Linked DNA regions of Mus musculus: region 1 is linked to region 2. Evidence: chromatin contacts called from public HiChIP or PLAC-seq data. All regions are on one chromosome and are shown on one strand. Each heading gives the region's core, a stretch centred on a gene start, on an enhancer-like site or on the middle of the called end of the contact. The rest is flanking DNA. Distances are from core to core; before and after follow the strand shown.

Evidence for each region. HiChIP or PLAC-seq counts read pairs in DNA pulled down with a chosen protein or histone mark.
Region 1: an HNF4G HiChIP or PLAC-seq map of pancreatic cancer cells shows a contact between it and region 2. The contact joins two enhancer-like sites. A contact is called at or near these places in 1 of 15 datasets of contacts at CTCF or cohesin (large pre-B cells), 7 of 484 Hi-C or Micro-C datasets (the MNK3 cell line, adipose-derived mesenchymal stem cells, bone marrow-derived macrophages and 3 more) and 2 of 115 datasets of contacts at active chromatin or transcription factors (large pre-B cells and pancreatic cancer cells).

The regions. Positions count from the first base shown.
Region 1 is chr4:56,218,965-56,223,549 of GRCm38.p6, reverse strand. No RefSeq gene overlaps it. Among named protein-coding and RNA genes, the nearest start is that of Gm42291, 95 kb to the left of the region's middle. Within about 2 kb of position 1,334, at least 165 of the 459 cell types and tissues checked have an H3K27ac peak or open chromatin away from gene starts, as enhancers often do. A contact at or near this core is called in pancreatic cancer cells, where this site is marked.
Region 2 is chr4:56,063,396-56,067,829 of GRCm38.p6, reverse strand. No RefSeq gene overlaps it. Among named protein-coding and RNA genes, the nearest start is that of Gm12519, 65 kb to the right of the region's middle. Within about 2 kb of position 1,414, at least 4 of the 459 cell types and tissues checked have an H3K27ac peak or open chromatin away from gene starts, as enhancers often do. A contact at or near this core is called in pancreatic cancer cells, where this site is marked.

The DNA of each region.
Region 1 (4,585 bases), core at 85-2,584, 160 kb before region 2:
GTCAGCCAGTTTACCTATCTGGTAAATTCCAGGTTATTGAGCTATCCTGTCTGAAAATACTGGTGGACAGCATTCTTGACAGACAGCACCAATGTGGTTCATGTCATGTTGATTGTGTTGTTGTTCTGTTTTAGATAAAGCTTGTCCAGATTGAATATTCCCAATCTGTTAATGTTTAGCTTACAATACAGGACTCAACAGAAGTGTTCTTCCAGGTGGGGACCAATGTGTGTCTATGTGTGGGCGTGCATGCTCCACGTGGAACATGGAGAAACAACAAGATTCATGTAGAGCACTGGAAGAAGCCAGGCCAATTTAAACACAGGTCATCCTGGTCTTTGCTACAAATCTTGATGGGACTCTGAAGTCCTTTTCCAGATCCTTAGAATCTTTTTTTTCTCTGTTTTTATTAGGTATTTTCCTTGTTTACATTTCCAATGCTATCCCAAAAGTCCCCCATACCAACCCCCCCCCAATTTTGGCCCTGGCGTTCCCCTGTACTGGGGCATATAAAGTTTGCAAGTCCAAAGGGCCTCTCTTTCCAGTGATGGCTGACTAGGCCATCTTTTGATACATATGCAGCTAGAGACAAAAGCTCCGGGGTACTGGTTAGTTCATAATGTTGTTCCACCTATAGGGTTGCAGTTCCCTTTAGCTCCTTGGGTACTTTCTCTAGCTCCTCCATTGGGGGCCGTGTGACCCATCCAATAGCTGACCGTGAGCATCCACTTCTGAACTTAGAATCTTAATAAACAGGCTTGGAGAAGTGTTGAGAACAGGGAACCTGATGTGAGCTTAGCATTAGCATGTTCTGATAAAGCTACTGGAACAAAGTCAGGGCTGCTGGATGCCTTAGGGACTAGAGTCTATGACGACATGGGGCAACCACTAGGTGGGGCTGTGGCCGAGGGGACTCCAGGGTTTCTTTTATGTGGGTTCCAGTTTCTATTTCCTTATTCTCACTCTCTCCTTTTCTGTTCTTCTCTCTCCCTTGCTGCTTATCCTGTAGCTGTCTTAGCTGAAGAAGCCTGGGTTAGCCACCTCCTTGTGCACTGATCTCTACAGCTTGCTATAGCAGGGACCTGGGGCCTCAGCCTTCTCCTGTAGGCTGGGACACTGGGTGGAATGCTCAACTCTACTCTCCCCTGCAGTTTGTTTTGTTTTGTTGTTTTGTTTCGATTCGTTTCTTTTCTCTTCCAACATTCTCAGCTCCAGTCTTCAATCTGAAGATGGATAAATAAACAAATCGAAACTGAAATTGAACATTGGCCCCAAAGTGAGGACATCTGGGAGGCTTTTAGGGAAATGTACGTGCTTGCTGGGTTTCCGGTTACATATTTTATGTTGCCTGGTAACAGAGCTCACAGTTCACTTTCTGGCTTTCTTCTCCCCCATCCCCTGTTTATAGTGTAATTACTGCCGTGACTTCATAATCCCCCAGTGAACAGCTGTCAGGGGGGCCCAACTGCTGAATAAACAGGGCTATACAAGCTCTCCTCCACTGGCTGGTTTACTAAATAGATCAATATTTGGTTTGTAGGCAAAGAGATTAGGAGGTGGAAGTGTCTTTTGAAAAAGTCTGCTGGCTTCCCAGGGCCTCCCAGCACACCTGAGAATGTGGGAAAGAAAAACCAAGTTCATGGAGGGAAAAAAAAAAGGCCCATCCAAGCCTTTCACCTGCTGGAGACTTCCCAAGGAGCACTGTGTCTTTAGGAGGGCATCCTCTTCAGGAGGCATCTTAGGCTCTTAATTCTAAGTCCTAGAGAATTCTATTTTCTTCTTCCTCTACCTCCCTACCTCTCTTTCTGTCCTGGCCCGATCACATCCTCTTTAATCTTTCTAAATGGATATTATAGCCTCAGGGACTCCAAGAAGATTCAAGGATAAACAGGAGCTAAGCCCCTGAAATGCCAGGCTCCCTCCAATGCCATCTTCTCCGCACAAAAGCCCTGGTTAGAAATGCCATCAAGAGAGCAGCCTCTGAGGGTTCTTTGTCAAACTCAAGGTTTGTGTGACCCTCTGGGAAAGGGTTCTCTTGACCTTGATTTTTTTTTATGTGTAAGGAAAGGGCTGAAGGGCAGGGGGGCCCTGCCTGAAGTTTCTGGAGCCTTACAATCTAAACCTCTAGGCTGGCTGGCTCTAGGACCTGGGGCAAGTCCTTTGTGGATTTGTGCTCACACAGTCTGGGTCTAAAGGCTTCTTCCAGGTAGGAGTGAAGCAATGTCTAACTGAACAGAAGAGAGTTTACTGCAAAGGCCCAAAAGAGACTGGGAACTCCACAGAGTTGTCCTACCTTCCATGTGGAAAGGGGAGAGTTAACCTATTACTGTGATCATCAAAGGAGACAAAGGATGAATGGAATTTGCCTAGATTATGGTCTCTTTAAAACTAGCATTGTTTAATTTCTCCTGAAGCTAAAACCACAGTGAAGAAAGGCTTGGTTAAAAAATGGGACAGAAAGAGGAGATGCAGAGCTCCTTTTCTGTGTACAACTCCAGTAGATCCAACTTCACAAAGACAAAGGCACTGCACTAATTCAACTTGAGACTTAGCTATTCAGTGTCCTGGTGTTTCATCGTATTGTCTAGATACATTATGTCCCTATGTTGCAAATAATTGATGTTCAGAGGTCATCAAGACTGTTGTTGAGGGTCGGGCCATCTTTCAGATAAATATGTGCCCCCCCTCCTCCGATCTAGTTGTAAAATTTTTTGTGTTCCTTCTTCACCACAGAAGTGACTGATGACTGATGCACAACACATGGAAAGAGAAACGTCGACCCGATGGGTTGCTCCAGATTAATGACCTAGAGGTGGCAAGGGACGTTTACACGGCCTCTGATGCGCCCTTTGCTGTTGCCATGCAACAATATGTCACAGGCTGATTCACTCATCTCACTGAATAATGAAGTGTCTCTGCAGTAAAGAAAAACCTGAACTTGGCCTCTTTCTGTGGGACATGATGAGACTCCTCTGGACAAAATGTTACAAAAGGCCTAACCCTCCACCCATAATGGAAAGGGTAAGGGGCCAGGGTGGAGTGTCAGCAAGGTCGGTCCTAGACGCTCTCTAGAAACTCAATTTTTGCCTTTGTGCAAGGATGAATGGCAGAATCTGCTGGCTCAGGCTGCTAGCTTCTCTCAGAAAGACAGCACGATTTCACTTCAGTTTCATATAGATCCGTGTGTAGATCAGCACTGTGATAACATTCCATCGTGCTAAGTCTGTCCAAGACAACTAACCTGTTTCCAAGATCTAATTTTGTACGTGGGAATCTTGCCTTGCCCTGATTTCCAGACCCACAGGCAGGCTTGGCAAGATGTAGCTAGGAAAGGCCTGTGCTCTACCCTGATGCTCTGAACTAGAAATCCTCTTCCTCCTTGGTTAGACCAAGCACCTGTCTTGACACAGGTGCTGTCTGTGCTGGTTTGTAAAGCTTCTTATGAGTGATGGTTCCCCGGAGAACTCAAAACTCTCAAAAATATTTCTTTGCTAGTAAGTAAAATGTACAAAGAGCCCATTATGATAATATATATATGTATATATACATATACACATATATGTATATGTTTATGTATCTGTATATATATGTATGTATATATTTGTGTGTGTGTGTGTGTGTGTGTGTGTGTGTAAAGCCCTCCAGTTTACTACATCAGCCAGGACCTTCAAGTACAGTGTACACCTAACCACTGACTGGAGAGTTTGTTAAAATTCAGGGTCCTGGACAACATCCTTGGAGCTCCTGATGACCCGTGACCAAGAGCTTGAGAAGCTGCCCCTTTAATCCATGTTCAGCTGACTTTTCCCACACCCAAGGAGGTCTCTGTATGCATAGTCCACCATAGCCACTTGAGTTCCTAGAGCCACTGGAAGCTGATCTTTTAGCTGTCTTTTGACATGTATTTTTGCTATTTGTAGCTCGTTTGGTCCCTTCTTCCACAAAAGAGTTCTGGGATTGCCTGTCTTCTCTTACTATGAAAATTGAGTGGTTTTATATAGTACCATATTCCATATCCCACTGCAGCCTATATTATGGCAGTCAGGAGATGTGCAAGGATCCATAATCTACTTACTGACTCACAATTCTGCATCTTTGAATATGTTCCCTGGTGGACTCCCCAGTGGTTTCTGAATTGTAGGTCAGAATGGAATTGAGCATGACCCCAGAAGGATCATCTCTCCATCTAAAACTTCTAGAATGAACTATCCTTCCAGGATTTTGTAATGTCAGGGTCTGTTTCAATGCTTCCTCTGCCAGCCAACAAAAGGAAACAGGAAGAAAGAGACAAAAAAATGCTCACGTTGAAATTTTCCAAGTAACATGTATAGAGGTATCAATCCAGGTTGTGTTTTGAGAAGTACCTGGGCACAAAATTCTAATAGTTGCTTATTTCCAGACTAGTCACATGGAGATCTCTTAGGAAGAAAACTGTGACTCAAACCTACAGACCCGGCTGTCCTAGCACGAATGTTGTGGTAGTTACCACTCCACTCTGCCTTTGCGCCTTGGCTGTTCTGTGTCTTATCCATGAGGCACACAGAATAAAATTAGGGTTTTCATTTTATAAGTGAAGAAAGTGTTC
Region 2 (4,434 bases), core at 165-2,664:
AGTATATATGCCATGGAACTGTTAAGATTAATAAAATACACAGTAAGCTATTATTCAAACCAGAAAATAAAATGGAGTGCTCTGCAGATGGCTGTCCCCAGTATTGCTGGCTTGGTCTTCAGCAGGATATGAATTTCAATAGCCATATTTATTTAGGGACAATTGTCTTGGAGTGATTGTTAAATCTTGCCTGGCAAACTATGTTCTTTACGTTCAAAACTTGATTATCCAGTCTTGAGTCCATAAAATAGATTTAATACATTTGAGGAAAAACTTGATGCTAAGGCACAAAAACCCCTCATTGTACCTTAGTATGTGAAGTATTGCACTGCATCCAAAACCCTCTCCTGAGAGCTTGCCCGCTGGTATTGACAGTCTTGTTTGATCTTTTCCTCTTGCATCAGGGTTGAAAAATCAGATAGATTATCCAAAGTTTAACAACCATTCCAAAACAATTGTTTATAGACTCTTCTGACCATCTACAAACATGGTCAAAGTGATCACATGTCTCTTCGGAGACTAAGTCACAACAGGTTTATGACTTTCATCTTGGGCACCTCTCTCTCTCTCTCTCTGTTCCTCTCCTTTTGACTCAGAAAAGGTAACTACCATTTTATGGCAGATTTGCTTGAGAAGGAGCTAAGAGTCATTATCAGCAGTGGTATAAAGAGCTTACAAATGAACCTGCAGCCTCAGTCAAACCTTCTGAATGCAACCCAGCGAGACAACTTGACCACTGCCTGCCCCCACTCTGAGCTGAACAGCCAGATCCATGCAACAGCTATCTGAATTCAGAAACCATATGAGTTCATAAGTGTGTGTGTTGTCTTTAGCTATTCAATTTCAAGGTGATTTGCTGTGTAACAGACAATAGCAATGATAGGGAATGTGATCTTTGCTTCTTTTATATGTGAGAAAAATATAAAGCCAGGTACTTCTGTCTATGAAACAAGCAAGCTATCCTAAACAGGGGAAAAAAACCAACATATTGTTTTCAGATAGGAATTTTCGGTTTATTTTAATGGATCACAGAACAAAGTTTTATAAGAATGAGTAATACAAAGTGAATGTGTAGCAGGAGCCAAAAGATAGATGTTTTCAATACAAGTTTCTTTTCTTTCTATCATCTGAATGTTAGATTCTGGAAATAAAGCTGAATATATTAAGTGTAGTTCTTACTCTTAAATACCTTATAGTCTGCTGTGAAAAATAACTGAAATACCCTTATTGGATGATGACTGAACACTCTAGAATTTATCAGAACTCTGTAAAAATCCAATACTTAGCATTCAAGTGATCTTGGGCAATTGATTGGTCATAGAGACCAGCACTGAGGCCTTCACTAAGCCCTTCATGTCTATCTTCTCCCCCAGTCTTACCACACGCTAAGCTCTTTACCCATGTTACCCCATTTAATCCCCAGAACAGTCCTATGACTAAGCACTATTACCTCACTTTTATGGATTAGTACCTATCTCATTGTGTTGCTAAGAGAACTAATATATTTAATCCAAACAAAAAGCTTGGCCTGGCCAACAGCTTGTAGTAAATGCTAAGTAAATGAGTGCACCTGGGGGCAGGTACCTGCTATGGAGTCAGACCCTCAGAGAAGGGACATGTGTGAAAGTTGTTGGAAAAGGATGTGTGAAGCTGTAAGGGGGTTTAGAATGGAAAGTGGGAAAGACAAAACGATAAACTAAGGGTATGTTCGTGTGGAGAGAATTCCTGTGCTCACAGAAGGCTCCAATTCACTGGAGCCTTGTCTAGCATATCTTAGAAATGCGGTAGGCACTAGGGTAAAGAAGGTAAACTATGTATTTACCAGTTCTTTTGCTTTGTTGATTGAGCTGCTCAGCTTTTCAATGTTTCCAGCCTGCCCTTAGTAAAATCAGATAAGTCTGGAGATCAAAGCCAAGGTGTAGAAATCCTAAGTACAGGAAGTGTCTTCATAGCACATTTACCAGGGGATCCAGAGAGCTTCAATTATAAGAAATTATTAATATCCCCACTGCCAATAACAAGTCAATCATATCACAGGATGCTTAGAAGAGTGGTAAAGGAAATTTATGGTTTGATTTTGAAATGTCATCCACAAGATCTTGTGTTTGAACACTGGGTCTGCTCCTAGTGACATTGTTTTAAGAAGTTGTAGGACCTTTGGGTATGAGGCTAAGCTAGTGGGGATGTTTCACAAGGAGTCAGTCCTTGAAGGTTGTAGTTACCTTGGTTACCAGTATCTCTTTACTTCCTGTCTACTGTCATAGGAAGGTGCAGCAGCTAACACATTCCCATCAACACACTCAAAAGCCTCTCTGTCATATTAGAACTGTGGTCAAAATAAACATCTCCTACCCTATGCCTTGTTTATGTCAGCTGTTTCATCACAGTGATGGAAAGAGTAATTAACATAAAATAGGGAATACATTGACACAGAGCAGAAAAAAAAAGTCATCTCCAATCATGGGTAGGGAAGATCAGAATGGGTTCCTTACAGATGTGATGGCCAAAAAGAAGAGAATAACAGATTGGGGAAAAAAGGTCAGAGGAGTACTACATGAAGAAGGAAGCCTATATGAAAAGCCACACCAAGAAACAGGAACAAAGGCCTGTACAATGAAAGACATCTTGGTGGTTGGTCTGAACTTGGAGTTAAAAGAGCCATGAGAGAAACGTTTCAGAAAGCCACCACGGGTCGTGTTGCTCAGATCTAGTCAGACCTGGGCTTTGTCCTGAGAAGAATGGGGTCTACATAGGTTTATGTTCTTCCATTTGCACAGGTCCCCATGAGGAAAGGGAATTAGGGGAAAGGAAGAGAGAGAAAGTAGCTGCCATGATTCAGATACGAGCCCACATGACTTGGCCAAACTGGGGACAATGAAGCTTAATAACAAACATACATCTCTGTGTTGGGGGTTAGGAATCCAGGAAGAGCTTATGTGGAGGCTATGACTCAGGGTTTCTCAGGGAGTCTACAACAGCTGCCTCTGAAGGCTTGCCCGGCTATTGGCAGGAGGGCTTCATTCAGTGCCATGTAGAACTCTCCCTACTGCCACCCAATGCTCATCTGACATCACATCTGGCTTCCTCCATATGACCAATCCCACAGAGGGTCAGCAAGAAAGAAGCCAGTTTGTTTTTCATGACCTAGACTCAAAAGTCACACTCCGTCGTTTCTGAAATAGCTTACTCATGGTCCAGGCCTGCTGGCCTGCTCTGTCTAATATTGGGGGTGTCTGTACAAGGATGTGAAATCCACAGACTGGGATCATTCAGAGATGCCTAGAAGGCTAGCTATGAGTCTGACCCTAACCCTTGATGGTTCCCATCCCTTACACATGCAAAATACACTCATACTTCTCCAAGGCTCCCAAATGTCTTATTCTAGTCAGTCAAAGTGAATTCCAGAATCTTGTCATCAGTATCAAATTTAGGTGTTAGTGTTACTGAGTGGGTGTCCATTAGTGTAGTCAATTGAACACTGATTCACTCAACCTCAATCTCTGTTAAGGCAAATGATTCACGGCTCTCAATTCCCCAAACACAATGATGAGAGAAGCACACAGTAACTAATCTAAATATTCTTATGCAAATGGTTGTCACCCAAACCATTCTGAAATCCAAAGGAAAAAAATTAGAATTTCTTTCATTAGTGTTCAACTTTGCTCATGTCAAGGAGTGATGCCCCATGGTTCTCAGAGGCGACCTGCTAGTCCCTTGCTCTGGACAGGAAGCACAACAAACAAAAAGCAGCTCTCTGCCAATGCAGCCTAGCATCACTCACACAGATTCATAAAGTGTACACCCAAATGTGGAGGAAGCAGGAGAGAGACAAGTCTGCAGTGGAAATGGCAATGTCTACAGAGGTAGGAAGAGCTGAAGGACTTTCCATCTAAGGAAAAGGAGGGTCTTTGAAAGTGTGAGAGTAGTTGATAGTTTCAACTCCTTTTGAGAATCCAAATTAAAAATGCCTTGGAAGTGATTAAAGTCTAGATTTCCAAGAAATGGATCCACAGGAACCAAGGAGTGATGCCAGTGGTATAGAAAGATCAGATTCTGATGGACTGAGAAATCATCAGGAGGGAGAGAGTGAACAAGGCTGCCTGTGTGGAGTTCAAGAAAAACAGGAGGAGCAGTGAGAACTTTCCTGAAAACTAAGAGGTGGGTCATTTACATTTAAGAATGGAAGAAGTGAGAGTTGGGAAGGTGACTTGGTGGGGGCAGGGGTGTAAAGGCATAAAGGTTTGTGGTGAGAGAACTCGTAAAACCAGAGAAGAGCACCAACTCCACAAAGTTATCCTCTACACACACATCGTGGCACAGGCACGGTAGCATATATGGGGTGCCACTTGCACCCACATAGAAAATGTGCATGCACATGCATGCACACAACACACAATAATAATAACATTTAAAATGGAAAAAAGAATGAACAAC